Linked DNA regions of Sus scrofa: region 2 is linked to region 1. The links are chromatin contacts, called in public HiChIP or PLAC-seq maps. All regions are on one chromosome and are shown on one strand. The core of a region is the stretch at or near the end of the contact, and the rest is flanking DNA. Distances in the headings are between cores, read along the strand shown.

Evidence for each region. HiChIP or PLAC-seq counts read pairs in DNA pulled down with a chosen protein or histone mark.
Region 2: a contact with region 1 is called in an H3K27ac HiChIP or PLAC-seq map of skeletal muscle. The contact joins the enhancer-like site here to the promoter of RILPL1 in region 1. A contact is called at or near these places in 1 of 5 promoter capture datasets (fetal liver), 3 of 47 Hi-C or Micro-C datasets (epiblast stem cells, retroperitoneal adipose tissue and skeletal muscle) and 2 of 2 datasets of contacts at active chromatin or transcription factors (alveolar macrophages and skeletal muscle).

What each region holds. Positions count from the first base shown.
Region 1 is chr14:29,421,026-29,426,432 of Sscrofa11.1, forward strand. RILPL1 (RILP-like protein 1) reads left to right here and starts at 3,095. Exons shown (of 7, transcript XM_001925355.7): 1 at 3,095-3,926. The coding sequence starts at 3,618. LOC102160998 (collagen alpha-1(I) chain-like) reads right to left here and starts at 3,476. Exons shown (of 2, transcript XM_005670587.3): 1 at 2,523-3,476; 2 at 288-1,162. The coding sequence starts at 3,454. The coding sequence ends at 1,144.
Region 2 is chr14:29,526,786-29,532,549 of Sscrofa11.1, forward strand. KMT5A (N-lysine methyltransferase KMT5A) reads right to left here. Exons shown (of 7, transcript XM_021072264.1): 3 at 4,570-4,789; 4 at 4,079-4,166; 5 at 616-675. Among named protein-coding and RNA genes, the nearest start is that of KMT5A, 14 kb to the right of the region's middle. Within about 2 kb of position 2,881, at least 22 of the 83 cell types and tissues checked have an H3K27ac peak or open chromatin away from gene starts, as enhancers often do. A contact at or near this core is called in retroperitoneal adipose tissue and skeletal muscle, where this site is marked.

The DNA of each region.
Region 1 (5,407 bases), core at 1,845-4,344:
TTCCTGGAATTTCTCAATGTGATTGTGTCTTTTTTTTTCTTTTTTCTTTTTCTTTTTTTTTTTTTTGCCCGGGGCGTGGTCAGGGCACACCTTCAGCATAGGGAAACTCCCAGCCTAGGGGTCAAATCGGAGCTGCAGCTGCCAGCTTATACCACAGCCAACACTATGGGATCCGAGCCACTTCTGTGACCTACACTGTAGTTTAAAGAAACACCAAATCCTTAACCCACTGAGCAAGGTCAGGGATGGAACCCACATCCTCATGGATACTACTTCATGTCCTTAACCTACTGAGCTACAACAGGAAATCCTTGATCTTATTTTTAAAAGTGTCTATACAGTTATGATTAAGGATCTTGAGATGAGATCATTCTGGATTGTGTGAGTGGGTTCTACATCTAATGACAAGTACTTTTATAAGAGATACGCAGAAGACAGAGGCATAGAACACCATGTGAAGACCAAAGGCAGAGACTGGAATCACAACAGCCACAAGCTAAGGAAGCAGACAAAGGCAGAGACTGGAATCACAACAGCCACAAGCTAAGGAAGCCCAGAAGCTGGAAGAAGTGAGGAAGGACCCTCTGCTAGGACTATCAGAGGGCGTGCAGCCCTGCCAACACCTTCATTCAGATTTCTGGCATCCAGAACCGTCAGAGAATGCTTCTATTGTTTCAAGTCAGCAAGTCTGTGGCAATGTGCAGTAGCTACAGGAAATGAATGCCCTTCCCTGCTCCTCACTGTCCTTGATTTAGGATGGGGATAATCATAGGTCCACGTTTTTGAGTTGCTCTGCACAGATCTGACCCCGGTTTTATTATTATTTTTTTACTTTTTATTTATTTATTTTTCTTGCTTCACCCACGGCAGGCAGAAATTCCCAGGCCAGGAATCAAACCTGCACCATGGCAGTGACCCGAGCCACTGCAGTGATAATGCTGGATTCTTAACCTGATAGGCCACCAGGGAACTCCTAACCCCATTTCAGCACTTACCAGCTGCCTGGCCTCCGGGGTGAGTGATTTGACTTCTCTGTACCTCACTTTCCTCTTTTGTAAAGTAGGGATAATAATACCTCTTAGGATGCTGGATGGTAGCAGTTCTCAAATTTTTGCTCTCAGGGACCCTTTTCCGAGGGCACTCTTAAAAACCACTGAAGACCCTAAAAAGATTTTGTTAGATATGTTATATCTATTGATCTCTATTGTAAACTAGAAATTTAAACTGACAGTTCTTAAAAATATTGACTTATTTAAAACAGACACATAACATATTAACATGAATATTTTTAATAAAAAGTAATTATGCTCCGGAGTTCCCGTCGTGGTGCAGTGATTAACGAATCCGACTAGGAACCATGAGGTTGGGGGTTCAATCCCTGGCCTTGCTCAGTGGGGTAACGATCTGGCATTGCCATGAGCTGTGGTGTAGGTCGCAGACTCGGCTCGGATCCCGTGTTGCTGTGGCTCTGGAGTAGGCTGGCAGCTACAGCTCCAATTAGACCCCTAGCCTGGGAACTTCCATATGCCACGGGAGCGGCCCAAGAAATGGCAAGAAGACAAAAAAAAAAAAAAAAAAAAAATCAATTATGCTCCAAAACAAAAAGGTACCGAGGACTATAGCTGTGACATTGGTTCCTACTTTTGCATGTCTCTTTAATGTCTAGTTCCTTATTAGAGATCTGGATCTTCAAATCTCCATCTGCATATTCAGTCTATCATGATAGGCTGTGTAGTGTTAAGAATATGAAGAACATCTAGGCTCTCACTGATACATAGCTAGCAAAAGGGACCTCAAAGAGACTCTGGGTAGTGGGGAACCCCAGTGGTCCTTAGGCCACTTTTGAAAAGCCATGGAGTAAATGAGGAAATATTTATAATAGACCTAGAATAACATCTGGCACATGGTAAACACTATATATTTTTAAACTAAATATGAAGCAAATGCTCAGTGCATTTTAATTACTTAATTTATTAATTTTTTGCTTTTTAGGGCTGCACCTGCGGGGTATGGAAATTCCCAGGCCAGGGGTAGAATGGGAGCTGCAGCTGCCAGCCTACACCAGGGCAATGTGGAATCCCACCCCTGTCTGCGACCTACACCACGGCTCACAGCAATACCTGATCTTTAACCCACTCTCAGTACATTTTAAACTTTGAAAGTCTTCAGTTTTAATCCACATGTATCAGGTTGGGGTGGATTTTATAGCTACAAAGACATTAAAGGTTTTTTTTTTTTTTTTTCCTGCCTTCAAGGAGCTCACAATCTGATGGGGGAGGCTACCTGTAACTACGTTAAAACTCACTGTGCTAAGAGCAGTTTTATGGGAGTAGGCAGCAGGCTGTGTGGATGCAAAAGCAGGTCCCTAATTACCCATGCGTGAGGGTGCGAAGGGTGGGGTTGTGGGTTCAGGGAAGGCTCACCTGGGCGGGGATGGGTGGTCTGATGGACTAGCGGATTTAGCCAGGTCAAAAGAAAGAGGGCTCGGGACAAGAAAGCTGAAATCCAAACCCCGGCCTCACCTTCTCTGTGAAGTGGTGTTTATGTCATAAGGAGCCACTAATGGACGTGGCCCGGCAGGCAGCGTAGCCCGGCGGCTCAGGGACCAGAGGACCGCACCACTCTTCTGCCCTTCTCCCGGGCGCCTCTCCTGGAGCACAGGGCCTGGCGTCGCCAGGTCTGCCTGGTGACCAGGTCGGTGAGGCGGGTCCTCGACTCCCCACCCCATAGTCCACCTCCGGAACCCTCCTTTTCTCTCCAAAGCTGGGGCTGCCCGCTGACGCTGTGAATCGTCCAGAGACCGGCGACCCCCATCCCCACCGCCTCCACTCCCTCTCCTCCGGGCTAGTTTGACCCCTCCAGGCGGGAGTGGGAAAGGAGGAGCCAGGACCGGGCCCGAGGAGGGGGTGGCGCCTCCGGACACGCTGGGGGATCCGGCTGCAGGCGGGAAGGAAGGTCCCGCGGGTGGAGCTGGGGGTCCGGGGGGGCGGGGGGCTGCGGAGTCGGCGGGTGGGGGTGCGGTGCCCGTGGGGGCCCCAGGGCGCCCTCGGGCGGCGGAAGCTGGGCGCGCCCCTCTCCAGGCCGGGATCAGGGCGGGGCGCGTGGCATCCCTGCGGGGGGAGCCGGTCACCCAGCGTCGCCGCGGACAAAGTTTCCCGGAGGAGCCGCGGCCGCCCTTCCTTTCCAGGCCCCGGGCGTGTGGGCGAGCTTCGGGCGAGGACTGTTTCCGAGGGCAGTGGGGGCCCCCTCTCCAGCTAGACCCCGCGCCTCCATTGCGCCCAACTCGGATTCCCAACTTGGGAGGCGCCGCGGGCCTGCGCACGCGCGCGCTTTCCTCGCCTCCGTCTCCTCCTCCTTCTCCCCCCACTGGGGAGCAGGCTCTGGGCCGAGCGGGGCGCGGAGACCCGCACCCGGCGCGCTGACCTCTGGCTCCCGGCCGGTCGCCTCCGCCCATGCCGACGCCCGCCGCCCGCCCGGTGCGCCCTCGCCGGAGGACCAGCTAAGCGCGGGCCGGCGGCGGCAGAGGGAGGTGGGCCCGGCCCGGCGCTGCCCTCGACAGCGGCAAGTTTGGGAGTTGCACTAGTTTGCGGGGTGAGGGAGAGGCCGGGCGGGGGGCCATGGAGGAGGACCGGGGGTCGGCGCTAGCAGCCGAGTCAGCGCTGGAGAAGAATGTGGCGGAGCTGACCGTCATGGACGTGTACGACATCGCGTCGCTCGTGGGCCACGAGTTCGAGCGGGTCATCGACCAGCACGGCTGCGAGGCCATCGCGCGCCTCATGCCCAAGGTCGTGCGCGTCCTGGAGATCCTGGAGGTGCTGGTCAGCCGCCACCACGTCGCACCAGAGCTGGACGAGCTGCGCCTCGAGCTGGATCGTCTGCGCCTGGAGAGGATGGACCGCATCGAGAAGGAGCGCAAGCACCAGAAGGTGGGCAGTAGCCTCAGTCTGCCCATCCGGGCAATGGAGCAGCTGGGACCTAGGGGCCCTTTCGTATAGGACAACTGTAGGTGACACTTATGTGTACACAGAGAATAGGCAACAGGGATAGGGATGGAGGCCCCGGCCCTCTTTTGCCCAGTCTAGGGGACCTGGCATATACCACCCCCAGAGATTAAGGGTAGTTCTTTGGAGTCAGACCTAAGTTCCGGTCCTACTTTTACCATTTAATAGCTGTGTGACCTTGAGTAAGTTATTTAACCTCTCTGTGCTTTATTTCCCCACATATCAGATGGTGATACTAATAGGATCCACCTTTTAAGTATTAAATGGGGGGGAGTTCCCGTCGTGGCGCAGTGGTTAGCGAATCCGACTAGGAACCATGAGGTTGAGGGTTCAGTCCGTGCCCTTGCTCAGTGGGTTAACGATCCGGCGTTGCCGTGAGCTGTGGTGTAGGTCGCAGACGCGGCTCGGATCCTGCGTTGCTGTGGCTCTGGCGTAGGCCGGTGGCTACAGCTCCGATTGGACCCCTAGCCTGGGAACCTCCATATGCCACGGGAGCGGCCCAAAGAAATAGCAAAAGAAAAAAAAAGAAAAAAGAATTAAATGGGGGAGTTTCCTGGTGGCTAAGTGGGTTAAGGACCTGGTATTGTCACTGCTGTGGTGCACATTCAGTCCCTGTCCCAGAAACTTAAGCATGCAGGTGCAGCCAAAAAAAAAAAAAAAAAAAAAAAGTTAAAATGGCAAATTTAAAGGAAAAAAGAGAATTAAATGGGATGTTTTCTAAAGTACTTAGCTAGGAGTTCCCGCTGAGGCTCAGCAGGTTAAGGATCCAGCTGTCCCTGCAGTGGCTTGGGTTGCTATGTGGGAAGGGTTCGACTCCTGGCTCCAGAACCTCCACATGCTGCAGACACAGACAAAAAAATAATAAAAAATTGAGTGCTTAAGTAATGTTATTCTTTTCCAGAAATGAAATAAGTCCCTCTGCCCTTCAGTGTCACCTAAGAAGCTAGGACACCAGGCCCCTTTCTTCATCCTCCTCTAGAACCCTCCAGAGCCAAGAGGATATGACCTCTAGCCACTAAGCTCATTGACGCTCAGTCTCTGAGTTCCAGTTTGCAAATGGCTTTGCAGGGTTTCTTCGAGTCTATTAACATGAGGTGATTTTATCTTTAATCCTCACACAACTCTGTGAGGTAGGGACTGTTATCTTCATCTTATATATGAAGAAACAGGATCAGAGTGCGAGGATTTGTCTCAAGTTAGTGCTGACAGGGGATTTGTCTCAAGTTAGTGCTGACAGAGTCCCAGCCCTGGTGGAGGTCATTCTTGTGCCTCTTCTCTTGAAGGAGGATGATTTCAGGCAGTTTTATGCCCAAGCCTCTGCCTTGTAAAGAAGAATCCCTCTGGACTCAAGAATCAGGGCCTCCTCACTGGGCCTGGAGGCCAGACAAGGTGCCTGGGGAAAAGGA
Region 2 (5,764 bases), core at 1,631-4,130, 110 kb after region 1:
AATGGAGAGCTACTCCCCTTTCATCTACCCAGTATGTCTGAAATATACTCAGAGAAAACCAAATCCCCTGGGCATGCCATTCCCTAGGAAAATAGTCCAGAAAAAACTTACCACTGTCCTTTTAAAAGTTTCCCTGGGAGTTCCCATTGTGGTGCAGTGAAAACAAATACAACTTGTATCCGTGAGGACACAGTTCGATCCCCAGCCTCACTCAGTGGGTTAAGGATCCCGTGTTGCCATGGCTGTGGTGTAGGCTGGAAGCTACAGCTCCAATTAGACCCCTAACCCAGGAACATCCATATGCTGCAGGTGTAGCCCTAAAAAGCAAAAAATAAATACATAGATAAAAGGTTACAAGGATAAATTTTCTTTTTTATGTATTTTGTAATTTTTAAAAAGTTTCCTCAGGATAACATCTCACATACAAGGTCCATTATGTTTCCTTCATGAGGCATTCCCTTAACAATAGTTTTGGTATTTGGTCCCTGTAAGAGTCTGCCTGGTCACACTGACAGTGAGAGGGTTCAAGCGGCATGGCTCTTTGCGGCCTCTGGACCAGCGAAGGTGCAACCTCTCAGCCTTAGCCTCCATGCAGTGGGCCCTGCCGCCCCTTACCTTCATGCCTTCTTCCTTCCCACTTTCAATCAATTCATCAATTCTTTTCCTTTCTTCGGACTGGGTGGGGAGGAAAAAAGAAACAAGTACATCAGCATTCCCTCCTGGGCCATTCCAGTAGCCCTGGCTGCCTGGGATCACAGGTCGTTCACAGTTGGCTTCCATGGCATCGGTCCCTGATGCTGCCCAAGCACCCGTCCTTCTCTCACTGCCCTTTTGAAGGGGGACAATTCGCCACCTGGGGTTCAGATGGACCAGAAGGGAGACAGTGGTAGTGCAAGGGCAGAATTGGGCTCGTGGCTGTGTTCTGCTTGGCCCACGCAGAATTAAAAAAAAAATCTAAATTGCTGACACGTAAAAATCAGAATTCTGATTTCATATAACACCAGTTTGGGCTGATCAGACGGCGGGAGCAGGGGCATGGCCTCAACCAGCCACCCGCCCCTTTCTCCACAAGGCAGCCAGAGGGATCTTCTAAAAATGTAAAGGAGATCAGGTCATTCCCTTGCTTAAAGTTCTCCAGGAAGTTTATTTAACAGTAACACTGGTTCCTTAGTTGTGACAAATGTACCAAGGAACCCTAAGATGAGTAGCTTTGCTCTGCTACTGGGATAAAACCCATTTGTCTGACGGCCCTGAGATTCTGCAGGATCCAGGCCCTAGCCTCACCCTGGCTCCCACCCTCTAGCCACAATGGCTGGCTCTTTCAGAAGGCCAGCTTTGGTCCTGCCTCGGGGCCTTTGCATCTGCCATTCCCTTGCCTGGTAAATCCTTTCCCTAATCCATTTGCCTGGCTTGCTTCCTCCCTTCCAAGCTCTGCTCAAAAGGCACCTCCTCAGAGAAACTTTGCTACTATGGCTAAACTAGCCTTGGCCTAGACACACCATCCAACTACTAGGGTTTATTAACCAATGTCAGAGTGCTCCAAAATTATCTTGCTTTTCAGTTTTTTTGTTATTGTTGTTAATCACTCCTCACTTAAATATAAGCTCTGTGAGTTCAGGAGCCTCATCTGATCTTGTTCACTGTGGAGTCTCCTGGCCTAGAACAGTGCCTGGCACACAGTAAGCCCTCAAAGCAACTCTGCCATAGGCACACACACAACCACCTTGTTGAATAATTAATTAGTTACAAGCATGCTGAGACCAATGAGCAGACGTAAATGGGAACAATCATGGGAAATCTGGGATAGGCAGCTGGGGATTTTCCTGCCGTGGCAGAATAAGCAGGACTGAGCTGGGGCCAGCCGAGATGCCCTGAATGCAGAGCCAAAGGGTCTGAGTTTCACTCTGGAGGCTCAGGTGTTAGGGGCATGCGAGCGACCAGCTCTGAGTGTCCAAAAGAGGATTCTGGCAGCAGCACACAGGGGACCCAGGGCCTGAGTGGGGTGGGGAGCAAGGTCTGAAAGAAAGTGAGGAAGGAGGGATGACCCAAGACATTCCTGAGCTGGAACCAGCAGCTGCTTTGCACCAGGCCCAGGGCTGGGCTGGGGATGATGAGGCCAGGGCACTGCCAACACTGCAGTCCCTGCCCCAGAGCTGGCTGTCACCCCACCCACAGCCATTCCAGCCAGCGAAGCGGCTCCCACAGCAAATGAGGGGTTCAGGGCATCTCTCCAAGGCCTAGCTTCCTCTGGACCGGACTTGGACCCTGGACCCAGTCCTGCCCACTCAGTCTTCAGCCCCAGCGAGGTGCCTGCAGGGCTCTGTTTCACCCCAGCTATCTGCACCCCTGCTTACATCCCATCCACCCAGGCCTCCGTTCTGCCCAGCCCAGAAGGGCAGTCCCTGACCTTACCCCCTCAGCGGAGATGCAGCCGCCCCACCTTTGGGCTTCACCTCTGTAATCAAGAGGAGACACCGCCCTGCAGGCCACAGCCCCACCCGGCCAGCAGCCACCTCACTGTCCTGGCCTGCAACCACCTGGCCACAGTGCCCACTCAGGACAGCCAACACAAACGATGGCAGGCACCGCACGGCTCTCCCTAGCGACTGGCTCTTGGTCCAGTGACAGAGCCAGCTTTACTGTGCCTGCAGACTGAGCCCTGGGGCAGCAAGTGCCTGTTCTCTTCTACTCATCTGCTGCAACATACAGGAGACCTGCATCACAGCCCTCTGCAGCCTTCACTCCTCGACAGAAAAGCCGTTTTTTTCATTAAAAAGGCAAACTCAGCTACCCCTATCCTGCAGCCCACAGCGGCCCTTGGTGGACCCCCAGACTCCCTGTGGGTGTTGGGGCTCTAGCTGCAACCGGGAAGTGTCCCGGGTTCTGGGGCTGGCACCGCCTCGCCCTCTGCAGTGCCGTCTCCAAGAGTGACCTAGCACAGCCTCCCACTGCAGGCAAACATTTTGTAACAGCTTGTTCTTGGCTGAAAAACACTGCCTTTCTAAAGAAATAAAAGCCAAAGCTTCTCTGGAGCGGAGCCGGGGAGGGGGGAGAAAGGGAGTAGGAACGGACCCCCCCCCCCCCCCGCTTCTGTTGTTGGTTTTTTAATGTAGCCCTGTCAATTCAAAGACAAAAAGAGAAAGAGATACACTAGATCATTGTATGTACAGCCACAGATTCACCATCTAAATGCTGAAGGGGTCTGCGCGGGCTGAGATGTCCCACCCCTCAGTGGGGGTGGCAATCTGGAGCACTACTTGCCAGCCTCCAGGTTAATTAATCTGCACACCCAGCAGGCCACAGGGCCAGGCCACACCCTGAGTTTCCTCAACAGAAAGGCAAGCACCACACCTCACTGCATCAAATATTGATCAACTGCTGCATAGCTCAGCACTCTGCAAAGACGGTGGGCGGGCGGGGCCTCACCGCCTGGCTGGCCTCCACAGATTCTGGGGGACCATGGCTGGGTGGGAACAAGCGAAGAGCAGAGAGGCGCCTCCAAAAGGGACCACAGCGGGGAAGCAACAGCGACAATAGTTAGCAGGTCTCACTGTGTACCAGGCACGGTTCTAAGTGTTCTGCGTGCATTAACAAATCGAATCCTCCCAAATACGCCATGCGGGGCTGCTTTATTATCCCATTTCACAGACAGCATAGAGAGGCCCAGGGTGGTAAAGTATAGGCCTGAGGTCATATACACAGTAAGTAGTTCCCAAGCTGCTCCTCTTTACCCCAAGACATGGAAACTTCTAGACAGCAGCCTTCCCCACAGACCCAGGATGCAACGGCCCTGCCAACATGTCCAGAAAAGTCGCTTTCATGGTGACACCTGACTTTCCATGCCACATGCTACAGGTCACAAGGCTCCTTCACAGAGGCATCTTAACCAAGGCTCCTGGTGACCCAGAACATCACGATGACCGCCCCCACTAGACCAAGGAGAATAGCGAGGCCACAGAGGCCAAGAGACTTGTCCCCAGATGATACAAAGAGAGCTCAGGTCCTGCACACTACCTGCACTGCTCCCCAGGCCTCCCTGCCCCTCCAGGAGCCGAGGCTAAAACCACATGCCTCTAACCTGCAGCTCAGCTTTGCTCTTCCTGGAGCTCCTCCGCACAGGGTAGAAATCCGTGAGTTTGCGATTCTGTTGCGTTTTTCCTTGAGCTCTGGGATGGGAAAGGAAGAGGAGAAAGCAAGTATTAGCACGGAGACCACATTCACATCCGGGAGGGAAGCACACAACCCCTTAGGAGAGAGCTCCTTGAGAATGATGTCACTTAAACACCTTTGTCCACGGTGTCCCAGGGTCACTCAAGGCTCTGCTGCCCAGGGGGGCCTCAGAGAGAGTGTCAAAGACAGTCTGCCTGCTCTTGGCGGGGAGGGGGCTCCTGAGCTCTGTACCTGTGCCAGACAAAATGCTGACTAATACTGGTATCCCTAGTGGCGACTCAGGAATCTGAGCTCTAATGCAGGCTGAGAGCAGGGATGGTTTCAACCTGGCTGGCACTGGACAGGCCACGCCAGTATCAGGACCAGACTGCCCGGTCTTAGGGGCGGGCTGGCACTTACTTTTTCCTGGGGGCCTGTTTGCCCCTCATGGGCTTTTTCAGGGCTTGCTTGGCAGCAGCTGCATTGGGAGAATCACAAGACGAGGTCGGGGTTTTGGGAGGTTCTGCTGCTTCAGATTTTTGGTTTGGAAAAGGTGCCAGGGGGCCTCTCCTGGCGTCTTTGATCTTCTGTTCCTCGGACTTCACGGTGCTTCGTATTGCATTCCCAGAGTTTCTTTTCTCTGTGGGCAAAGGGTGGAGAGAGACGGGCTGATTCCAGACTCTCCGTTTCCCACTTTCCAGCCCTCAGCTGCCTTCAAAGCCAGGCTTTAGGAAAGGAGAGGGGCATAGATGTGCTGGACAGCAGTGCCCTTGGTCTGCTAAGGCTGGTGTCTGCTAATGGGTTTCTTAGGAAAACCTTCTGGCTTTACTCTTTGGACCCAGACACTGGGCAGAGCTTTCGGTTCTCTGCATTTTTTTTTTCCAGCTTTGTTGAGATATAAATAGTTAATACAATTACAAGATATTTGAAGTGTTACACCATGATGAATTGATATATACGCTGGAGAAAGATTCCTCCCATAGAATTTATCAACATATCGGGCCTTGAGGGTAACAGTCCTTGAAGCAGAAGCATCAAGGCCAGCAAGACTGGCACAAAGGCAAGATCAGTGGCTTTTCAGGAAATGGGCTGCAGACCCCAGGGGGAAGAAAAAGGCTAAATTGGAGTTCCCGTCGTGGCTCAGTGGTTAACAAATCCGACTAGGAATCATGAGGTTGCGGGTTCGATCCCTGGCCTCGCTCAGTGGGTTAAGGATCCGGCATTGCCGTGAGCTGTGGTGTAGGTCACAGACGCAGCTCGGATCCCAAGTTGCTATGGCTGTGGCATAGGCCAGCAGCTACAGCTCTGACTAGACCCCTAGCCTGGGAACCTCCATATGCCGTAGGAGCGGCCCTAGAAAAGGCAAAAAAAAAAAAAGGCTAAATTTTGAAAGAATGGGACAGCATTGGTGGACAGGAGGAAGGCAATAAAGCAGAACGTCTCCCCAGCAAAGACCTCTCTCCCCAAGAGCTAGCTGCCTGGCATGATTCATTTCAGAGTGTGTGTGTGTGTTCATGCCCACGGCCTGAGGAAGTTCCCAGGCCAGGGACTGAACCCACACCACAGCAGCGACTTAAGCTGCTGCAGTGACAAACACCGGATCCTTAACACACTG